Linked DNA regions of Gossypium hirsutum: region 1 is linked to region 2. A link is a contact called in public Hi-C data. All regions are on one chromosome and are shown on one strand. The core of a region is the stretch at or near the end of the contact, and the rest is flanking DNA. Distances in the headings are between cores, read along the strand shown. Region 1 holds the start of LOC107893557 (monooxygenase 1). Region 2 has its middle 4.8 kb from the start of LOC107894831.

What was found. A called contact is a pair of places that touch in the nucleus more often than the background predicts.
Region 1: a Hi-C map of leaf shows a contact between it and region 2, with 2.0 times the contacts expected there. The contact joins the promoter of LOC107893557 here to the enhancer-like site in region 2. A contact is called at or near these places in 2 of 34 Hi-C or Micro-C datasets (both in leaf).

Annotation. Positions count from the first base shown.
Region 1 is chrA13:88,471,832-88,475,409 of Gossypium_hirsutum_v2.1, reverse strand. LOC107893557 (monooxygenase 1) reads right to left here and starts at 1,351. Exons shown (of 6, transcript XM_016818588.2): 1 at 1,128-1,351; 2 at 834-980. The coding sequence starts at 1,210.
Region 2 is chrA13:88,280,747-88,284,636 of Gossypium_hirsutum_v2.1, reverse strand. No RefSeq gene overlaps it. Among protein-coding and RNA genes, the nearest start is that of LOC107894831, 4.8 kb to the right of the region's middle. Within about 2 kb of position 1,451, at least 3 of the 9 cell types and tissues checked have an H3K27ac peak or open chromatin away from gene starts, as enhancers often do. A contact at or near this core is called in leaf, where this site is marked.

The DNA of each region.
Region 1 (3,578 bases), core at 102-2,601, 190 kb before region 2:
CCGGTATAAGAAATGGAAACGAGAACGAAAGTCGTTATTTACTTGGAACGTAATACGATATGGTAGTCTTCTTTAGTTCATAGGCACGAAATGATTTATTAAAATATAATTTTTTATAATGTAATATGTATTTCAATTTAATTAAAATAATATGAATATACCGTTTACCTCTGTAAAAATTTTAAAATTTTAAAATATATTAAAAATCTTATCACACATACATATTTGTTTGAGAATTAAAAAATTAAAATATAAATGCATGTTTTAAAATAATATAAATATATGATAAATTTAAATATAAATATGTATTTAGAAATAATATAAATATATAATAAATTAATATTCGGTTAACTTATACTAACAAAAGTTTTATTAATAATATAGATATATTAAATTTTATTTGGTTGGATAAATCTTTATATTTTTTTAGCATTAATAATATTTATTTGTTTTGTATTATTTTAACAAAGTTAAATATTTAATGAAGGTTTTTTACTTTTGCTACTTTCAAAAAGAAATAAATTATATTAAAAAATAAATAATTCAAAAAAAAATTAAAAAAATAAATTTAAAACAGTTTTGCACGAGTTTGGAGATATTAACAGTGACTTATATTTTCTTAAAGGCAAAAATATGTGAATAAATTCTGTTTATTTTCTTTTCTTAAAAGAAAACACTTCAACTTCAATTTTTTTTTTCTGTTTATGGTAACTCTGCATTAGAATTTTCAGTCGTCGTTAGAGAAGTAAAGCTTCAAGATTTAGAAGACATCTAAAATATTTTAATTAAACTATTTAAGTAGAACTTTTGAAGAGAGTGCTAATTAAGCTTACGATGGAATTTCAGTGCAAGTCTGCCGAAGCTTGGCGGCAACACCCAACTGATCAAGTGCACGCCACCCATTCGGTTGCATAATGATGCCAACGCCGGCGGCTCGCAGCGTTTCCGATCTCTCTAACACCATGCTCTTTATTCCTTTCCTGCAAAATACAACAAACACATACTACTTATTCACTGTATACTGAATGCGTTGATAGCTTCTCCCTTCAAGTGTCCGGAAAAGGAGCGAGTTTTATGAACAAAGAAAAATATGGGGGGAAGGAGGAAGAGGCGGAAGAGTGGAGAACCTGCGAAGAGCAAGGGCGGTAGCCAAGCCAGAAATACCACCGCCGACGATGACGATGTCCTGTTCTTGTTCACTAATATTCATGACTACTTAGTTTGCTGGTGAAAAGGGCAGGAGGGCTTTATAGATGGAATGCTTCAGCACCGTGTCTGTTTTAGATATCTTCTGAATCCACCATAAATTTTGATACAAACATATTTTATTATTAGACAAAGTCTGCTAACTGTTTTTTGAATGAAAAATTCTAAAAATTATAAAATAGTGATTTAATAATTAATAATTTAATTTTAATTAATTATTTAAAATTTTACAAAATATCACCCATTAATAAAATATTTAATTACTCAACTATAAAAATTTACAAAATGATCATTTAAATATTTAATTTTATCTTTTTAGTAACTAACCGATTAAATGGTCGTAGCTTTTAAAATTGACATAATAATAACTTTAACTCTTAACAATTACACATTGTATAATTTTCATGACAAAAAATAAAATAAAATTATTAAATAAATATTTTATAACTTTTCATAATTATTTAATTAAATTTTTTTTTGTTATTAACAGCTTTTCTTAATTAAATGTTCAAAATAGAAATTCAATAATTAGTGGTAATATAATTTATCTTTAACTATCACTATCGTTTCCCAAAAGAAAAAATAGATTTAGCATCATTTTCTTTTGTTTTGTTTTTTAATCATAATTTATATTTTAAATGTTTGACTTTTACATATTAATCAAAGTTGAACCGTATTTTTTTATAAAAGTATATTAAAATTAATTAAATATAAAACTAGGGTGGAAAATAAATTAATTATGAAAATAAAATGCTTGCTGTATTATTGGGTGAGGTCTGATATATTGAGGGCACCACTCTACTTTTTACTCAATCATTCAACAATCACGACATTTTTTTAAAAAGATAATCTTTTTTATTGGTGTCGCCTTTGTGTCAAGTGATACCAATATATATTTTAAAAAATACCTATATTTTCATGGATATACACATCGAAAAAAAAGAAAAAAAAATATTTTTTATTGATGCCGCTTAAGACATCGACTGTACTACTGTAATTTTTTTAAAAAAATGCTCACCAAAAAAAGTAGTTGAAGAAGAGAAAGGAAAGAAAAATGCCTGCTACTGTTTTATTTCATTGTTGGGGAACTAAATTAAAAGAGAAACTTTGGGAAATGAAACTTACTCAGCTACCATTTTGTCTCACTACCATCTACCATTTTGTTTTACTACTAGCTGCGGTTCTTTTTAAGTAGTGTTGCCGGGGTCTCAGGCGGCATCAATAATTTTTTTTTTACCTTCAACTATTTCTTTTTGATAGGGAGTTATTAAAAAAAAAATTGAGCGATGCTATCGTTGTGTCAGCCGGCACCAATAAAAGATTTTTTTCGTTTTTTTAACATGTATACATGTGAAAATACATGTGTTTTTAAAAATACATATTGGTGCTACCAGACACAATGGCAACAAAACAAAAATTATTTGTTTTCAAACGTCATGATTAGGCAAAAAGTGAGGTGGTGCCGCCTGACACACTGATAACACCAAAGAATACTGTAACAAACACCTCATTTTAATAATTAATTTGTCCCTCACCCTATTTTTGTAATTTTTTAATATTATTTTTATAAAAAAACTTCAATCCCTTGATTGTTGAGGGACATATAATTTTTTATTGTTGAGGGATATATAATTTTTTAAGGGTAAGTATACAAATTTAGCACTTAAGTTATACATCTTCTCACATGTAGTATTTAAAAATAAAAATAAACATTTTAAAGATGCCAAAGTTTTTATATTCTTTTTAAAATTTAAAATTTAGTCTCTATACTTTAATTTTGAGACATTGAACCTTTTTACTTTGTTTGATTTTTTGGTTTGTTTATCTAATTTTACTATTAAAGTTAACAATATCAAAGGTAAAATAGTTTTTTTAGCCCTCCATTAGAATTTTATTGGCTTTGGTGGCACAATTGGATTTGGAACTAGTTCAGTTGGATGTAAAAATTAGTTTTTTACATTGAGACTTGAAAGAGGAAATCTATATGGCTCGGTTAGAAGAATTCAAGGTTGCTGGAAAAAAAATTTAGTGAGAAGGTATATGCATGATCTGGGAAATGAGCATTGGCAAGCTGTGAAATGGATTTTGCGATATGTCCATAACACAATGGATATTGGATTGGTGTTTGAGCAAGAAGATAATGAGAGTGTGGTTAGATATTATAATTCAAACTATGCTGATGATCTAGACAAATGACGATCAACTACTAGTTATGTGTTTACTCTTGTAAAGGTGTTGGTTTGTTGGAAGTTTACTTTACAGTCAACAATTGTCTTATCTACTATAGAAGTGGAGTATATGGCAATCACAAAAGTTGAAAAGAGGCAATTGTTGGAAAAAAAAGTTTTAAAAAATGTAGCAGAAAATAAAAT
Region 2 (3,890 bases), core at 202-2,701:
CGGATAGTATAACCTGGTGATACAATTCACAACTTTTTTCCAAAGTTAATATTTATGAAAGTTAGTATTCTTTTGGGAAGAATATAATTTCAATATCTTCCATGATTTTCTCTATAAAGTAAAAAGGGAATTATTCCGTTCTAATATATGATATTAATAAAAGGAAGATAATCCCTGATCATGTGGGAGTGAATAAGCAAGAAAAATTCAAAGGGTTTAGTAGCTGGATTTTGGATTCTCTTTGGAAGAGTTCAAATAGTTTTTACTATTCGTGTTTAACTAGGTGGACTACGTAGAGGCCAAGACAAATTTTTTTTTGTTGCAACTCGGACTGACATCACCCGAAGGAATTCAACCAACAACGTTATTCGCCATTCTTCAGTTTTCTAAGGTATATCTTCAACCCTATTTCAACTAGACTCGATCCTCGTACATGGATTTGTGGTTGATGATTGCTAGAATATTTTCTCCGCTGCGCCACAGGACGTACCGGCAATCCAATACCATTTGTGTCTGATCTATTTAATATGTTGCATTGCATAAAAATGTTATGCCATCTATGTCTGTTTAGTTATTGAATCTGCATGATTGTCTAATATCTGTTATGTGCATGAGGGCTAAGTTACACATTGAACTTTATTAGCTCATCCAATAATTTATCTTCTCAAGTAATCAACAAACTTAGGATCAGGCGGTGTGCGGGAGAACGGATTAGATTTTAACTAAATAAAAAGACAACTTATAATTTTAAACTTAATTCTGGACTTTTTGGACTATAAAAATGTTTTGGACTTTATTTTTTGTCTTTGGATTTTCTGCTGGATTTTGTTTTCCATAATTTGTAAATTATATGTTTTCTCATTTTGAAATCATAATTTAAAAATTAACAACTTTGAAATTTCCATTGTAAAACTAAGTAATTAAATAAGTGTTTTTTGTTGTTAAATAAATAAGTTCAACGCGTATTTTTTTGAAAAATTGTAAGAGATTTGTCAAAGTTAATATTTTCGAAACACACAATTTTCTAGTTTAAAATCTGGAGTTTAAAACGAGTTTACATAATTTTTCAAGATTCGACCATAATGTCTAAGCCGTGTGTGGGGTGTTACATATGATGATAAATGAAATATGTAATAATTATTTATTTGAAGTAAATGATTTTAATAGTTCAATTTAAATAAATAGAGAAGTACAGATTTTAAATAACTGAATAAAAATAAATTTGAAATGTACGAAAATTCTGTAAGAATGTAAAGACTTATACGGAAAAAAATACTTTCCAACATTGAAAATACATCAAGATACATAGTAAACACTATGATGAAGTAAATGTTGAATGAATGGTTTTGCAATTACAAGTTAATTAATTTTTTTAGTCAACTGAACTCCATCCACCATAGAGTTAGTACAAAAGATATGGGTCATAGCCCAAATAAATACATTGAACTGCATCTATCATAGAGTAAGTATAAAGGAAATGGGCCAAAGCCCAAATAAATACATATCAAAGCCCAATGTTTAGTTCACAAAGAAACCTTGAAATATTGTTACTTAAATAATCACCATCGCGGCAGAAGAGGAGGGGAGAGAGAGCCAAGGTCCAATGAAGCTGTCGTGCAGCTAACCTGAGAAACAACACCTCCAGGAAATTACAAGTTTTACGGTTACAAGTTGAAATCAATTTTTTTATACTGATTTATAGAAAGAATTAGCTAAGATGAATAGCCAACAAAAAATCAAAATTTATATAACAAATCTCATGCCTTAGAAAATTACAACTAATCTATTAAAAAAATTTAGTTAGAGCAACGAAAGATCAATAATTTTGTCATGAATTTTCTTTAAAGAGTTTATAAATATAATTAGAAGTAAAAGCACAATCATATTTGTAAATAATACAATCTAAAGTTAAATTAGAATATATTTAAGTAGGGCACGCAAATTAAATTTTTTTATTTCAAATAAAGATATAAAAAGAGTTTTTTCTCATTATTTGAATCAAGTTTGAATTTTAAAATTGACATTATCGTGAAGGCTTTACTTGAAATGGATGAAGACAATTGTACTTATACCAAAAAAATAGAAAACATGAAAGTTGATTAAATATTTCTTCAACTTTAACCGTAATCCGATGATATTAACAAGAATAACATAATCCTTAATCCAAACTTGAAAAAAAAAATCTGAAGCACTTGCTAATTTTCGCCCAATCAGTTGTTGCAATCTGTCTATACAATTATAGCTTGAATCATTGCTTTAAGGATGAAATTTCTCAGTTTGAAAGTTACATAATGTACACAATCTACTTTCTTTGCTGATAGAGCAATACAAGATAATATCTTATCGACCCTTGAGGCCTTCATGCCTTGAAAAAATGAAAGTGGGAGCAAAAAGGATGTACGGCTACCAAGTTAGATCTTGTCAAGACTTATGATAAAGTGAATTGATCCTTCTTCAAGAGATTAGTGGAGAGAATGGGTTTTTGTAAACGATGGTCAATAGGATTCATGAATGTATTTCAATAGTTAAATTCATACTTCTATTTATGGAGGCTAGTAAAGGTTACTTTATTTTAATAAGGGGATTATTGCAAGGAGATCACTCTCCTCTACCTCTTTCTCGTGGAGGTAAACATGTTTTCAAAGCTTTTGGAGCTACAAGGTGATTTTAAAGCATTTAAAAACAATTAAAGATGTTCTACACTATCACACTTTTTGTTTGCAGACGATTATCTATTTTTCACAAGTGTGACAAAGCGAAGTTGTGAAGTTATTTTTAGTATTCTTAACCATTTTAAGATGTTATAAGCCAATCCTTGAATGGATCAAAAACATCTATTTTATTTTCGCAAAATACCTCTTCTATTGTGAAAAACGGAATCCAAGAAAGAATAGAATTCCAATCATAAAGCCAACTTGATTTATTTGGGGCAAACATTGAGGTTTATCATGGATAAATTACATTCTAAAAATCAAAATTGGAAAGGAAGACTAGTTTCTCAAAGAGGGAGGGAGATCCTTACAAAGTCAATTGCATCCGTTATTCCCATATTTGCTATACAATGTTTTGAAATTCCATCTTTCTATCAAGGAGTTAATTCAGAGCTAAACAAATTTTGGAGGGGAGGAATGCTGGAAAATTATTTAGAAAAACATATGAAAGTTGGCATAAATGGAATTTGAAACTTTTTTTGTACTATAGATTTTTCCGTGATTTTTAAAATAATAAATTTGATTAAATAAGTGTTAATTTGTGTTCCAAAGATAGCTGCATATGGGTTTTGGAAATGTGTATAGCTTTTCTGATAAACTCAAATTGAAGTTCAAAATCTTTAAGCTCTTAATTAAATGATATTTTTCTAATTCTTGAATTTTCAATAGCTTAAAGTGTGGGCTCTACTCAAAGAACCAAATAAATAATAAAAACTAAGACTTCCTAGCGAGTGGAAGTCGGAATCCTCTATGTATTTCAATTAAAAAACTCATCTTCTAGACTTAAATTATAATTGATAGATTATTGCAATTATGACTCCTACAAGTCTAGAATCTAAATTTAAAAAAAAATGAATTTAATCAAGTATAAGAAAATTTTCATTAAATTATAATTGATAGACAATTGCAATTATAACTCACCAAATCTAAAATCCAAACTAAAAATAAATTCAATATAACTTTTCTTATTACAATGACTACATAATTTTTGGCTATCATGGGTTTTATGTAAAAGGATATTTGGAAGAAATTAATTTTTATTCAAAGCACATTTATTAATTCAATAAGAGGAGTTTAAATTCCATTAGGAATTTCTTAGTTAAAGTTAACATCCAAGTCAAATAAGTGCCATACCACACATGCTATATAATCGGCTAGTTGACTAGGTCTAATTATGAG